Regions from separate parts of the Sus scrofa genome. Here region 1 is linked to region 2. A link is a contact called in public HiChIP or PLAC-seq data. All regions are on one chromosome and are shown on one strand. The core of a region is the stretch at or near the end of the contact, and the rest is flanking DNA. Distances in the headings are between cores, read along the strand shown. Region 1 overlaps DEPTOR (DEP domain-containing mTOR-interacting protein). Region 2 overlaps DEPTOR (DEP domain-containing mTOR-interacting protein).

Evidence for each region. HiChIP or PLAC-seq counts read pairs in DNA pulled down with a chosen protein or histone mark.
Region 1: an H3K27ac HiChIP or PLAC-seq map of skeletal muscle shows a contact between it and region 2, with 4 times the contacts expected there. The contact joins two enhancer-like sites. A contact is called at or near these places in 2 of 2 datasets of contacts at active chromatin or transcription factors (alveolar macrophages and skeletal muscle).

Annotation. Positions count from the first base shown.
Region 1 is chr4:19,143,842-19,150,913 of Sscrofa11.1, forward strand. DEPTOR (DEP domain-containing mTOR-interacting protein) reads right to left here. Exons shown (of 12, transcript XM_021090558.1): 4 at 2,593-3,054. The coding sequence starts at 2,714. Among named protein-coding and RNA genes, the nearest start is that of DSCC1, 14 kb to the right of the region's middle. Within about 2 kb of position 2,405, at least 70 of the 83 cell types and tissues checked have an H3K27ac peak or open chromatin away from gene starts, as enhancers often do. A contact at or near this core is called in alveolar macrophages and skeletal muscle, where this site is marked.
Region 2 is chr4:18,995,491-19,001,825 of Sscrofa11.1, forward strand. All of the region lies in intron 11 of DEPTOR (DEP domain-containing mTOR-interacting protein), which reads right to left. Among named protein-coding and RNA genes, the nearest start is that of COL14A1, 74 kb to the left of the region's middle. Within about 2 kb of position 1,696, at least 30 of the 83 cell types and tissues checked have an H3K27ac peak or open chromatin away from gene starts, as enhancers often do. A contact at or near this core is called in alveolar macrophages and skeletal muscle, where this site is marked.

The sequences.
Region 1 (7,072 bases), core at 1,155-3,654, 150 kb after region 2:
ATGTACTCAACCTAGGATGGATGAGATTTTTAAAAAGCAATGATGACACTTTTCCAAAGTAAAAGTAAATGACTAACTCTTTTTTTTTTTTTTTGCTTTTTAGGGCCACACAGGACATATGGACGTTCCCAGGCTAGGGGTTGAATCGGAGCTGCAGCTGCAGGCTTACACCACAGCCACAGCAATGGGGGGGGGGTCCGGAAATCCAAGGCACATCTTTGACCTACACCACAGCTCAGGGCAACGCCAGATCCTTAACCCACTGAGCAAGGCCAGGGATCCAATCCGCATCCGTATCCGCATCCTCATAGATACTAGTTGGGCTTGTTACCACTGAACCACAACGGGAATTTCCTAAATAATTAACATTTACGAAGCCTCTTATATGTAGCATCTCCTCGTTTAATTCTCACAAAATTCCTGCAAGAGAAGTGGACCAGAGGCACGGAGAAGTTGTAAATTGTCCTCAAGTCACAGGACTAGTAAATGGTGGAGACAGAATAAGAACCCTGGCAGCCTGGTTCTGTGCCTTGTGCCTGAACCACCAATCTTTCCTGCTAGATCCTGCTCAGCTGGAAGTCATGTGTGATGAAACACAGGGGCCAATGATATTCATTAACTCCAGCAACCATTTGTTGAAAGCTCATTAATACTTGAAGCCCTAGGGAGAATTCTTACAACACCACCATGAAGTGCTTATCGTCATTGCCTTTTTGCAGGTGAGGAAACAGGCACAGAGAAGAGAATTAACTTAGCTATTACAGAACTATAATAGCTAAGGCTGACATGACTGACACTTACTACATACCAGGTTCTGTTCTAAGCACCCATCAAATTAATCCTCCTTACAACACCAGGTAGGTTCTTCCATCGTTCTCAGTTAAGTAATATGTCTTAGGTCCCAGTCTTGTAAGTAGCAAACACAGATTTGCTCAGGCTTTAAAGCCCTTCTCAAAACAAGATTGATTTTTGGCAACAAAGTAGCTGAGCAGAAATTCACACCCAGGTCTATAAATCTTGAGAGAGTCCTCTACCTTCTCACAGACACACTAAGCCTGGCCCTCAAACCTACTGCAGTGCAGAGGGGAGGGGTGCCAGGGAAGAGGGGACTAGCCAGGGCTCAGGAGTCACACAAGGAAAGGGCATTTAAGCATTTCCAAGGAGGAAGTGCTTTCTGCACAAAGAGAGGCACCATGCAAGTTATTATTTTGAAGGAAGTGAAAAGGACCCGATTGAGGAGTAACTAAATTATTAAAGTGTTTCAAACTGAATCAGAAAAGCTTTATTTTGACTTTTTTTCAGTTAGGAAATATCTTGATGGAAAACAAGCTTTTATTCCCTTGAATGTTGACTATACATTAAAAAATCATCAAGGAATAGAAATGTGCAGTTTGCCTTTTATAAGATTACACTCACTTCAGACCTCCAATATTTACTTTTTCGATCTAAGGGCAGCAAGCAGGGTGATTATTAAACCTTTAGGGATCTTTGCAAGATTCCCTCTCCTTTTGGTCCCGAAACACAGCATTTTAGAAAGCAAATTGAGCCTGGAGATTCAGACCAAAAAGTAGAAGAAACAGGAACTCACGCCCTTGTGATGGGGCCAGGGGCCGGCATGCAAGTTGTAGCTCAAAGGCTGGAGAGACAAGGGTTTTTTTTTTCCCCTGGCAAACTGATTTATGACCACAAGACAGGCAGCTGCGGAACCGGTCAGACCATAAGTACGATTCTCATATGTGAACAGAGAAGGACCAAGATTGCATAGGAGTGATGCGGGGATCTGAATCTGGGGGTCACTGCCTGTCCCGAGCATCTTGAGACTTGTCAAGTACCGATTCTCGAAGCAGCCGGGGGCCTGATGGGCTCTGCCACCCAAAATGTACGCGCGGGGGAGTTGGCACTGCAGCAGGGCAGCGGGTCAGGGTACCTCCACGCCCCCTTGCGGACCCAAACGACCATTGACAAGAATCTACTAATTAAGCGACAGGTACCCTGTTAGAGAAATGTTCTCAGTTTAGTCCTTACAACAACCTTACAAGGAAGCTGCTGTGATCAATCCCATTTTACAGATGAAAACACTGAGGCTCAGGGGACTGAAGCAAGACTTGCAAGCAAAAAGAGAACCTTAAGTGAAGGCGACCTTTGGGCTGGCTCCTTTTAATCTAGAAGTAAGAGGCTGGGGTTGAAGCCGGCTGGAGGCTCCCCGCCGGCCCCATTCGCTCTGTGGACGGACTAGGAGAGGGCTGTCAGCCAGGAGGCCTGGCAGCGCCGGGTGCCCCGGTAGAGGGGACGCGCGCGGTCGGAAGCAGCGCGTCTGCTGGACGCAGGGCTGCAGCCACTGGGCGAGGACGCAGCTAGCACCATGCGCTCGCATGCATCCGTCTCGGGAGCTCCGCTCCAGTCCAGAGTCCAAAGGGCGCTGGGCTGCAGCAGCTAAGCCGGGGGCGGCGCCGAGGGTCCACGCGCCCTTAGGCGTCCCGGAGCCCCAAGCGAGTTGCCAGTCACTAGCCACGGCGCGCGTGCGCGCGGGACTTCTGCAGACACTGGCGAGCAGTGCCACGGCGAGCCCCCCGGCACAGTCCTTCGTCTTACCGTAGCTGCTCCCCGGTGACAAGGACCTCAGCCATGCGCTCCAGCTCCCTTTGCTGCGCTCCGCCACTCCCGCTAGTGCTGCCGTCGCTGCCGCCGCTGCCAGCGCTGCTGCCCTCCTCCATGGTCCGGGCTGCGCCGCTACCACTGTCTTTGCTGTCCGTGGTGGGTTCAGGCGTTAAATCAGTCTGCCCTCAGTGAAGCCTTCCCCGCCATCTTTGTTAGGGGCAGTCCCGTAGCTGGGACGCGATTGGCTAGAGAGGGAATCCCTGTGGGTAGGCTGAGCCACTCGGCGAGTCCGCCCCTGAAACTCCAGCTGGGGGGCGTGGCTGGAGTCCCGCGTGGTCGGGGGCGGGACCGAAGGAGGAAAACATCAACATCTGGGCGGGGCGTCGGTTCGGAGCTAATCATGCTGGTTGAGGTCGAAGTCCTGAGTGCCCTTTCTTCTACCCACACAGCTCGATCCTGGGGACAGGCAGGGAGGTTATTAGACGACTGTGGAGGCATTTCCATTATTATGTCCACGCCCCAAATTGCCAGAGAGTGAAAGTAATAAATATAGCTAAATAGCGAACAATGAAGGATGTACATGTCAATGCAGGGCTTGAAGAAAGTAATCAGTCTTTTTTGGTCTAACCTCCTTACCAAAGTCGCTTGCTTACCTCATGATGTAATCAATAAAGAACTCTGGCTGGGAATCAGACAGACCTGAGCTCCAGCTCCACACCTATAATTTCCTAACTAAATGTCCTCAATTCTCAGTTTCTTCCTTTACAGAATAAAAATAATTGTGGCTTGTTGACATCTGCTGCATTAGAGATGCTTCAGGTAGTTGTTATTGTCTGTAATTGGAACAAATCCTGAGATGGGTATTGTCTGTGTTTTACATGGGGAAGCAGGTGAGGAGAGGTGGGATAACCTGAGCCTCATTCTGCATGAAGTAGGAAAATCATTTAACCAAAATAGTGGTCTCACTCAGAGTTAATGAGATTAACAAACAGCTGGGTGTTTCTCATGTTTTAACTCTATTGTTTTGTTGTTGTTGTTTTAGCCATGTCTTTCAGAAGTTCCTGGGCCAGGGGAGCAACAAGCCACACTGGATCTTTCACCTGCTGAGCCACCAGAGAACTCCATGTTTTAATTCTATAATCATTAAAACATTATCAAGAGTTTGCATGGGCTTCAAGCTCAAACATGCAGTGTCTTTCCTGATTCTGTCACGTACTAGGTTTGCAACCTTATGTTAGTTAATGTCTCTGGCCTCAATTTTCTATCGGTGAAACAGGAATAATTCCTACCTTTTAGGGATGTTGCGTAGCTTAAATAACATCATGTAAAGCTTCTAAGCACATGATATGTGTTCAAAAGCCATTCTCTTTAATATCATTACTGCTTTTAATGAGAAGAAGAGGAATAAAAGAAGAAAAAGAAATTCTTGCCAGATACTTTCCATTATGATTTTTTGATACTAGACAAAACATTTTTCTCGTTATCGCTAATTAATTTTTAATTATTTGTAGGCCTTAAAAATGAAGAAAAGAGAAGTGCAGACTTGGACCCACTAAATCTCTCTTTGAGTCAGTGTTTTAAGCTTTTTGAAAGTGCAGAATGAAAAAAATTTACATATTCCTAATTATCCACTGTTCAACATTTAGTTTTGCCCCAAAGCTCTTGCCACCTATTGTAAGTCATATTGCTGTTATGATTGTCTTCTGCTTTTTTTCCCTCCTTTTAAATCTAGTCCTGTTTTCATTTGAATTCAGGCAGCTTTCTTTATCTGAAAAATAAAAAATGAAAAATGCTTTCCTGTAAAATACTTTCTTGTTTAATAATCTCTGATAAAAATTAGTGATAAAAATTTTTATCATAAAATTTTATGATAAAAAATTATGATTAGGAATTCCAGTCATGGCTCAGCGGAAATGAATCCGACTAGTGTTCATGAGGATAAGGGTTCGATCCCTGGCCTTACTCAGTGGGTTAAGGATCAGGGGTTGTCATGAGCTGTGGTGTAGGTCACAGATGCAGCTCGGATCTGGCATTGCTGTGGCTGGGATGTAGGCTGGCAGCTACAGCTCCAATTTGACCCCTGGCCTGGGAACTTTGATATGCTGTGGGTGAGGCACTAAAAAAAAAAAAAAAAGTTTTAAAAAAGCACCTTAAAATAAGGGGAAAAATAATCTTGTTAGGAACATACTAGATACCACTACTCCAGTGAGAAGGACTGCAGAATTTATTTTTGATGCTTGATGAGAGGGGTGTGTGTGTGTGTGTGTGTGTGTAGATGTGAACAGGAAATGGAAACTGGTGTTTATTATTGTTTTTAAGCTTTCTTTTGACATGTGAGACACACCACACTCTGCTGAGTTAGAAGACAGACCCATTTTCCTAACTTACAGAAAGAGTGAACTGATTCTTGAGGACATGTGAGCAGCAATGCCAGGACTGTGAGCTCTGGAGCAACTGGTCCCAGCATCAAGTGTGATCTATAAGCATTGATGGATGAGAGGCAGGCACTGACATGGTGATGAAGTTCTTTAGAACGGGTGAAAATTCCATAATATCTTGGTTTGACTCTGGCTCCTTTGCAGCCAGTTCTCTAAATTTTTGCCCTCCTTTCTAAAGTCAAGATCATACCACCAATCACAGTGCATTGTTCAGAGAATTAAATAAAATATAAGGAGCCCCTTGATGCAGGTGGAAACTATTATATGTGAGCCTTCTCCTCCAGGTTTTCTGACTCAACTGCTTCATGCCTTCTGGCTATTTTGGTGCTCTGGGGCCAGTGCTTCTCAAATTTTTGGTAGATAAGGATCAGGTGTATGTGTGTGTGTGTCTTCAATCCATTGAAGACTGGCACTTAGGTAAAACCCAATACAAACAAAGTTGTTAAAAAATAGATAAAACAAGCCCCAATTGTATTTATTGTAGTCACCAGACAAAAGATTGTCAAATTGCTATAAACATGTCTAAATGATTTCTCTCACTATCTGTATGTCCTAGTGTCTTACAATACAGGGGATGGTCACCAGTTGGCAGACCACCTCTTTGAATGGTTCTGGTTAAGGCCAAGCAGCAATGTGGGAAGATGCATAAAACCTGTGAAAGAATACTGTCAGCTATTAAGTTTAATAACATTACTGCTATTGCCTCTTAGTATATGCCTGTCTTATTCCCACCTGATCTTAATAACTAACTTAGGCTCATCTTCTCTGTGCTGTCTTCTTAACACTCCCCTAAGTGGTGTGTTGTTCCTGTCTGCACATTTTCATGATATTCAGAAATGTACATTATTCTTTTTTTTTTTTTTTGTCTTTTTGCCATTTCTTGGGCCGCTCCCGCGGCATATGGAGATTCCCAGTCTAGGAGTCCAATCAGAGCTGTAGCCGCCAGCCTACGCCAGAGCCACAGCAGCGCGGGATCTGAGCTGCGTCTGCGACTTACACCACAGCTCAAGGCAACGCTGGATCCTTAACCCACTGAGTAAGGCCAGAGATCAAACCCCCTACCTTATGGTTGCTAGTTGGATTCGTTAACCACTTCGCCACTATGGGAACTCCAGAAATGTACATTATTCTTAACCATTAATGGAAATCTGGATTCTCCAGCTGCCACAACTTTTATTCTCTTTCTGTGAATGGAAGCAGATTGATGGTTTAGCATCATCCCATCCAGATCTTTCTATCGATCCCTTAAGAAGAGAACTCTTTAAAAAAATACATGTAGAGAAAAATTAAATGTTGACGTATTCATCATTCACATCCGTTTTCAATATTTTTGTCATCTTTTTCCAGTGAAGGAAATAAAACGTTACAAATAAATGTGATGTCCGTCCAGTCTCAGGCCTCCTCATTCCCAAGTTCTTGATTCTGCCAGGGCATCAAAAACTCTTAATCGTTGGTATATGCTTCCACCTAGTGGTTTGTTTTGTGATGACACTAAATGATTTTTCAGTCTCTTGTAGTTAAAGGGCCACATGCAAAAAGAGGTTTCAGAAATTTGGGTGTGGGTGTGTGTTTTGTCTCCTTATTGTGAGTGTTCCTGTTTTTTAGTGAGCAGGGACTAGGGATATTAGGTGTTCTTATTTTCTTGAGACAACACCTCACAAAGAAGACTTGACTTGTCCTGTATCCTGAATGTCTTTCTTAGGTCCTCTGGGATCTTCATGGGTATGAAAAACCTGTTCGCAGTTATCTGATATTTAACCTAATTTGGTTTTATATAGAAATAAGATATTTTTGGGAGTTCCTGTAGTGGCTCAGTGATTAATGAATCCGACTAGGAACCATGAGGTTGAGGGTTCGATCCCTGGCCTTGCTCAGTGGGTTAAGGATCCGGTGTTGCCCTGATCTGTAGTGTAGGTCCCAGACTTGGCTTGGATCCTGAGTTGCTGTGGCTCTGGCGTAGGCCAGTTGCTGCAGCTCCAATTAGACCCCTAGCCTGGGAACCTCCACATGCTGCGGGCGCGGCCCTAGAAAAGACA
Region 2 (6,335 bases), core at 446-2,945:
TATGCCAGAGCCACAGCAACGCCAGATCTGAGCCGTGTCTGTGACCTACACCACAGCTCCTGGCAACAGTGGATCCTTAACCTACTGAGCAAGGCCAGGGATCGAACCCACAACCTCATGGTTCCTAGTTAGATTCATTTTTGCTGTGCCACAATGGGAATTCCTAATTTTCACTTATTTTTTTTAAATTTTAGGTTCTCTTGTTTGGCGCAGCAGGTTAAACATCCGGTGTTGTCACCCTAACAGCCTGGGTCACTGCTGTAGAGCAGGTTTGATCCCTGGGCCCTGGAACTTCCACATGCTGCAGGAGCGGCCAAAGAAAAAAAATGTTTCTTATTGAAGCATAGTTGATTTACAATATTACGTTAGTTTCAAGTGTACAGCAAAGTGATTCACTTATACATATACATATATCCATTATTTTTCAGAATCTCTTTTCCCATATAGGTATTTATAGAATATTGAGTAGAGTTCCCTGTGCTATACAGTAGGTCCTTGTTAATTATTTATCTTATATATAGTAGGGTATATGAGTTAATCCCAAACTCCTAATTTATCCCTCCCCCTCCATGTTTCTGCTTCAGAACCATTTGTTTTCAAAGTCTGTGAGTCTGTTCCTGTTTTGTAAAAAAGTTCATTTGCATCGTTTTAAAAACTTAGATTCCACCTATTATTGATATCATATGATATCTTCTTTTTCTGTCTGATAGATAGTGATCTTTCTATCACTTTGTATGATGATATCTAAGTCCATCCAGGTTACTGAAAATTGCAGTATTTTTCTTTTTTATGGCTGAGTAATACTCCATTGTATATATCAAAACATTTTAAAAAGACATGAAAAACAATAGAGGGTGATGAGAGAATTTTTCCCAATCCAAGCGAACTCCATAAGGATAGAAAATCAGAAACCACAGTAAATAATCAGCAGAATTTTACAGTAAACAGATTGGTGGAATTCAGTTAAAGAATCTCTGGTTTTATCCATAAGATATTCACTTTAACAAAGTTCCTTCAGAACTGATGTAGTCATACAGTATAACTAGACTCATGGATAGTCCTTGAACAATATTAGAGATATACGCTGAATCATGATTTGTTAGTTACATCCATAGAATTAGTTCCTTATACCTAAAGAATACTTGATTTTTACAAACACATTCACAGTCAACAAGGATACTACTTAGGAGTTTTGGACATTTCTACGGTAAATAATTTGTGTCTGTGTTTATTGCATAACAGCCCTGACAGCCAAAAAGTGTTCTTGGGGAAAAAAAAAAAAAAAAGAAAGAAAAAAGAAAATTTGCAGCTGTATGCTCAGTTCCATAAATCTCTCCACCAAATATGCAACTGGCTAGAGAGTGACTGGTGTGGGAGGAGGCAGAGAGCCAGTTCTTGGATAAACACAGGATTTGCTCTCCAGAGAATTATAGTCTTCTGAACTTTATGCATTTTAAGCATGCTATACGGCTATGCGGTGTTCCCAAAGAACAGACTGCACAATTAGCCTTGAAGAAAAGCCAAGTATGCGTAAGATTGACTTTCACAATAAAACAACACAACAAAAAGATACGCAAAGGAATTTTTGTTTCAAATTGAGAAAGTGCCTGCTGAATTCACCAGAATCAGCCCCCTCGCAGCCCAAATCCACCAAAGGTCTGTTTCATATCCAGGCTCACCCTTGATCCACTTTGCTTGGTTGGGAGTTCGGGTGGGGTCAGCCAAGGAAGGGGGTGGGGCTTGTGGTTGCACTTAAAGGCTGGAGAGATATGAGGAACTCGGATTCAGTCCATGGAACTTGGATTCCCAAAGTGAGGATGCAAATCTGCCTTCCTGGCGATTCTCTCTAGAGACGTGGGCTAGGCTGGATAGAGGGTTTGTGGCCATCCCTGATGGCTCTGTTACCTCCCTACAAGTAGCTCATGATTGCATCCAAGGTCTGCTTATGCCAAGGGCAGACAGCACGCTCTTGACCTGGTGGTTTCTCAAGGTTATAAGAAGTGTTTGAGCACCGAAGAGAAGCATCACGGGCCCCCTACAACCACAAGATTCCTCGGACTTCCTTTTCTACTGAAGGAATCTGTCACCTGGGAGCTTTTTCACCACAGGGGATATGCAAATTATCACTGCTACCCAGTCCCCCCATACAAAGCTGGCTGACCCTGTGGATACAGGAAGTTCCTTAGAATTCCCCGTATTTGCAGGCTGGGGCTTCCAACAGCAGGAGATCCTCTCCCACCACATGTATTAACTCTCACAGGAACTGACGCCTGAGAGGAAGGAGGCTCCAGAAGGTCAGACTTCCTCCCTGACCCCAAATTCTTTCCTCCACAAGAAACTTTTACTCAATTAACTCTTTGCCCCAAGAATGTCTCTTATTAGCTGCTTTTAAAATCCAGAAATTATTAGGCTTTTTTTCTGGATCACACTAAAATTAATATCCCCCAAATTTTCAAAGACAGATTATGCAACAAGATAGAGTACACCCTGGCATATTCACCAAGCAAATATATGCATTATAACTTTGTTTTCCCAAATGCAATGTGCTTTTCACACATTATTTTAATCATAAGGGGGACCTGTTGTGTGCTGACGACATTTTCTAGTCTTTAAAGGTGAGCCAAAGTCTGGCTTCCTTTATTCTGCCTCCAAAGAAGTGCAGCTCTGACGTGGGTGAAGATCAAAATATGTGTGTGGGAGCTCCCGCTGTGGCTCAGTGGGTTAAGAACCTGGCGTTGTCTTCCTGAGGATGTGGGTTTGATCCTTGCCCTCTCTTGGTGGGTTAAGGATCTGGTGTTGCCATAAGCTGCAGTGTAGATGGAAGAATTGGCTTGGATCCTGCATTGCTGTGGCTGTGTTGTAGGCCAGCGGTGACAGCTCCAATTCAACCCCTAGCCTGGGAATTTCCATATGCCACAGGTGCTGCCCTAAAAAGCAAAAAAAAAAAAAAAAAGAGAGAGAGAGAAAGAGAGAGAGTTGCTGCACCCCTGACCTGGCTAAAGACTGGGGGATTAAGGCCTTCCTTCTTCCTCTCCGCTCCCACAGTCTAGCAATAAATGGTGGGCATGGCCCAGTGTGTCTGTCATATTCTGGATCATGCCACCTTTAGGAGCCTGGCACACCAGTCCCACAGAATGAGTGGACTTGAAAACTGGGGTTCCCTTTAATATCTCCATTCCTAGAGAAACATCTAACCCCTGGCAGAACTGATCATATATTTTGCCAAGATTAGCCAGATGAAGAAACTGAGGACCAGAAAAGTAAAATAATTTGAACATATTGGAAGAGCACTGTGATATAATGGAAAGATCAAAGGTCCTGGAGCCAAACAGACCTGGGCTAGCCTGGCTTTTGGTTCTGTTGTTTAGTTGTACAACTAGAGGCTCACACTTTTTCATCCTCAACTGTAAGACATAGCTAATAACCAGCTCATAGGGTTGTGACAAAGATTAAAGGAGATGAGACATATTAATAAGCAACTAGTATAGCACCTTGCCAAGATGCCCAACAAAAACTGGTTCTTTCTTCCCTTCATCCCTATAGAACATACCAGACATTGTTACATTAAGTAGTTTACCCACTAGATCAGCGCTCAGGCCTGTGAATGTTTATTTCTAAGGCTAATCCACCAGATTCGTAGCCAGGACCAAACTCTTTTGCTAAGCTTATATGCAAGAAAGTGATTACTGGCTAACCCTGAAACGATGACTCCCATCCAGGGCATTCAAAACTGCTTCCAGGAAAGTTTTCCAGATGGCCACATTCAGCCTGGTCAGTGCTCTTCTGACTTTTTACAAAGTAGCTGAAATGAGCCATGCTGTGCATACTACAACTAGAGTTTGCAAGAACCAGTTCTATTTAGAAGTTTGGAGAGAAAAGAGCAAAAAGAGGACTCCTATCTTAAACACTTTGTCCATTTTGGGTGCCTGCCTCAAGGAGCCAGAGGGAACAAGACAGAGAGAGTTTCTGCTTACAGAGACAATGGCGAAAGCAGTCTCCTTCTGGATGTATGTAAGAGAGGTCCATGTGCAGTAGCTCACACAAGGTACCGTCTAAAGGTATGCAGTACAATTCCGTAAGCAGCAGCACAACCAAGGTACCTTCTAAATGTATGTAATACAGTTCCATATGCAGTAGCCCATACAAGGTACCACACTCAAGGAGCACTCTACCCTTCTGTCAGGGCATCCTCACGGTCCTTTACTGCGTGGATCTCATTTTTGTTCTCTCCATCCTTTCTCATCCTTGTATCAAGGACATTTTGTGGCCAGTTATTAGGAAGAACATGAATATAAGAGGGTGGAGCTTTGTGGCATCTGCTTGGCCAAGCTAGCACCATATTTCGCAGATTCCCTTTCCAGTGCAGTTAGAGAGTTGAGCTGGCCGCAGAAGAAATTAGCATAATACCTGGAAGTGAAAGCAAACAGCACTCACGGCTGCCATGGTTACATGCAGTGAGAAGCCAACACAGAGGTGCCACAGAGTTCCAACCTGTCCTTGCTCTGTGCTGCTCCAGACCCAGCTCTTTCACCAACTGACAGCCCTGCTGACCAAGAGTGGTGTCAAGCCATGCCCATCAGCCCATGAGGTCACAGCCTTTAGAGATTTCTTTACCAGTTTCCCATGCCAGAACTTTCAGGGAAGAAAGTTAAGGTCACTCGACCAGGAATAAAGATTTGGGAACCATGAACAATTGAGGTGCTTGCTGAGGGTCCAGAGAATATGGAGTAGCAAAATAAAAAAAATAAAAAAAAAAAGAAGAAGAAGAAGAAGTTATTACGACACATGCAGAGATGTCGATGGATAACAATTTGTTCTCAGTTGCCCTTGAGGTGAGAGAGAGAAATGCGGCAGAGCTGGCAGTTTCCATCTCATCAGGGCTCCCACCCAACTGCCAGCCCTGCTAACACGAACGAATCTCATGCCCACCACCAGACCCTCTAAAAGAGATGTGAAAAAGGAACCCAGGCTTGAAACTGAGGATGAACGAGCCGGAACTTGAGTTACAGCAGTGGGGATCTAGGGGAGGCACAAAGGCGGAGGCTGACTGCACAGACAATGCTGAAAGGTTTGAGGGACGAGGCTGCGGAGGAAGGAGAAGCAAGTTTAAGGCAAAGATGAGCAGGGACCTGGAGTTGTGGCCTGCGTGTGGCCATGCGGATGTGACATACAGGCCCTGGTGTCCAGGATGAGATGGCGAACAGGCCCGGAGCTGAGAGCTTGGGGTGAAGAGCCCACACTGGGAGTCACTGACATAGAGGTGATGGGTGAGGCAGTAGGGGAGGTTCATGGAATCCGTACGGCGAAGTGGAACACTCAATTATACATAAACATGACTCCTCCGTCCCCCAGCGATTTCTCTCTGTGTTTATGTTACAGCCACAGGATCAGAAGCTCCCGAAGAGAATGACTCTGGATTCTCCAAAGAGCCTGAGATGCATCTGCTGTGCTCCACACATGGACACACAGCCCTGGATTCCTGCTTACGCAGACACGGGCACCCCTGCTCCCGTCTCCCCTGTCCTAGCCAAGGCGGGAGCCAGTCATGCCACCTCTGGGGCTACAAAGACACGGCCTGTGCCTGGTCCTGATTACTCTGGCTATGTGAAGTGGAACTCGATCTCATCCATCCCAGCTGTGGGTACAGGCGGGAGGCTACCCCGCCCAGAACACAGTGTAGTTAGGGTACCATGGTCCCACTGTCGTAAAACAGCTGGTCACACATGGCCCGAGACAAAGGCGGCTTTCTCCTCCAAGAGGCAGAGGGGCTCTGTGGGCCCTCCTTATGCAGATGGCTGGCTTGCCCTGCCCCCAGCAAGAGGGCCTCAGTTAAAACCTTGCTCTGAGAACTTTTCAGCACTCAGCACAAACTGTGGCCAAATCTGGATGGCCACAGGTCTAGGGTGAAGGCGGGGGCTGGGGTGGGGGGGTGGAAAATAAACATTTTCTCTTCAGGAAAGAAACATCCATCTTTTAAAACCGAATACCCAAGCATGTTCGCATTAATAGGAAATTAACCTCCTTAGACCACTGGGGCAGTTTGGCCTTGGGACAGTATGCAGCGTACTTTCTCTTTTAAAAAGTTCGTGCTGTTCAAAGCGAGCAGGACACAGTGCAACCTGCCCCGGCTGCAAGACCACAGCTGTTCACTGGCAGCCTCACCCCGAGAGGCTGCAATCCCATCCCTACCTATGGGACACGCGACAAGAGCCGTTTTTTATGCTGGCAGTTAGGGGAAGCCGGGCTTCTTGAATGCCACATGGCACAGCTGCAAGGATTCAGTGGCTAAGATGAGCACAGGAGCAGAGTAGGCTCAAACACAGTGTTATTGAGGT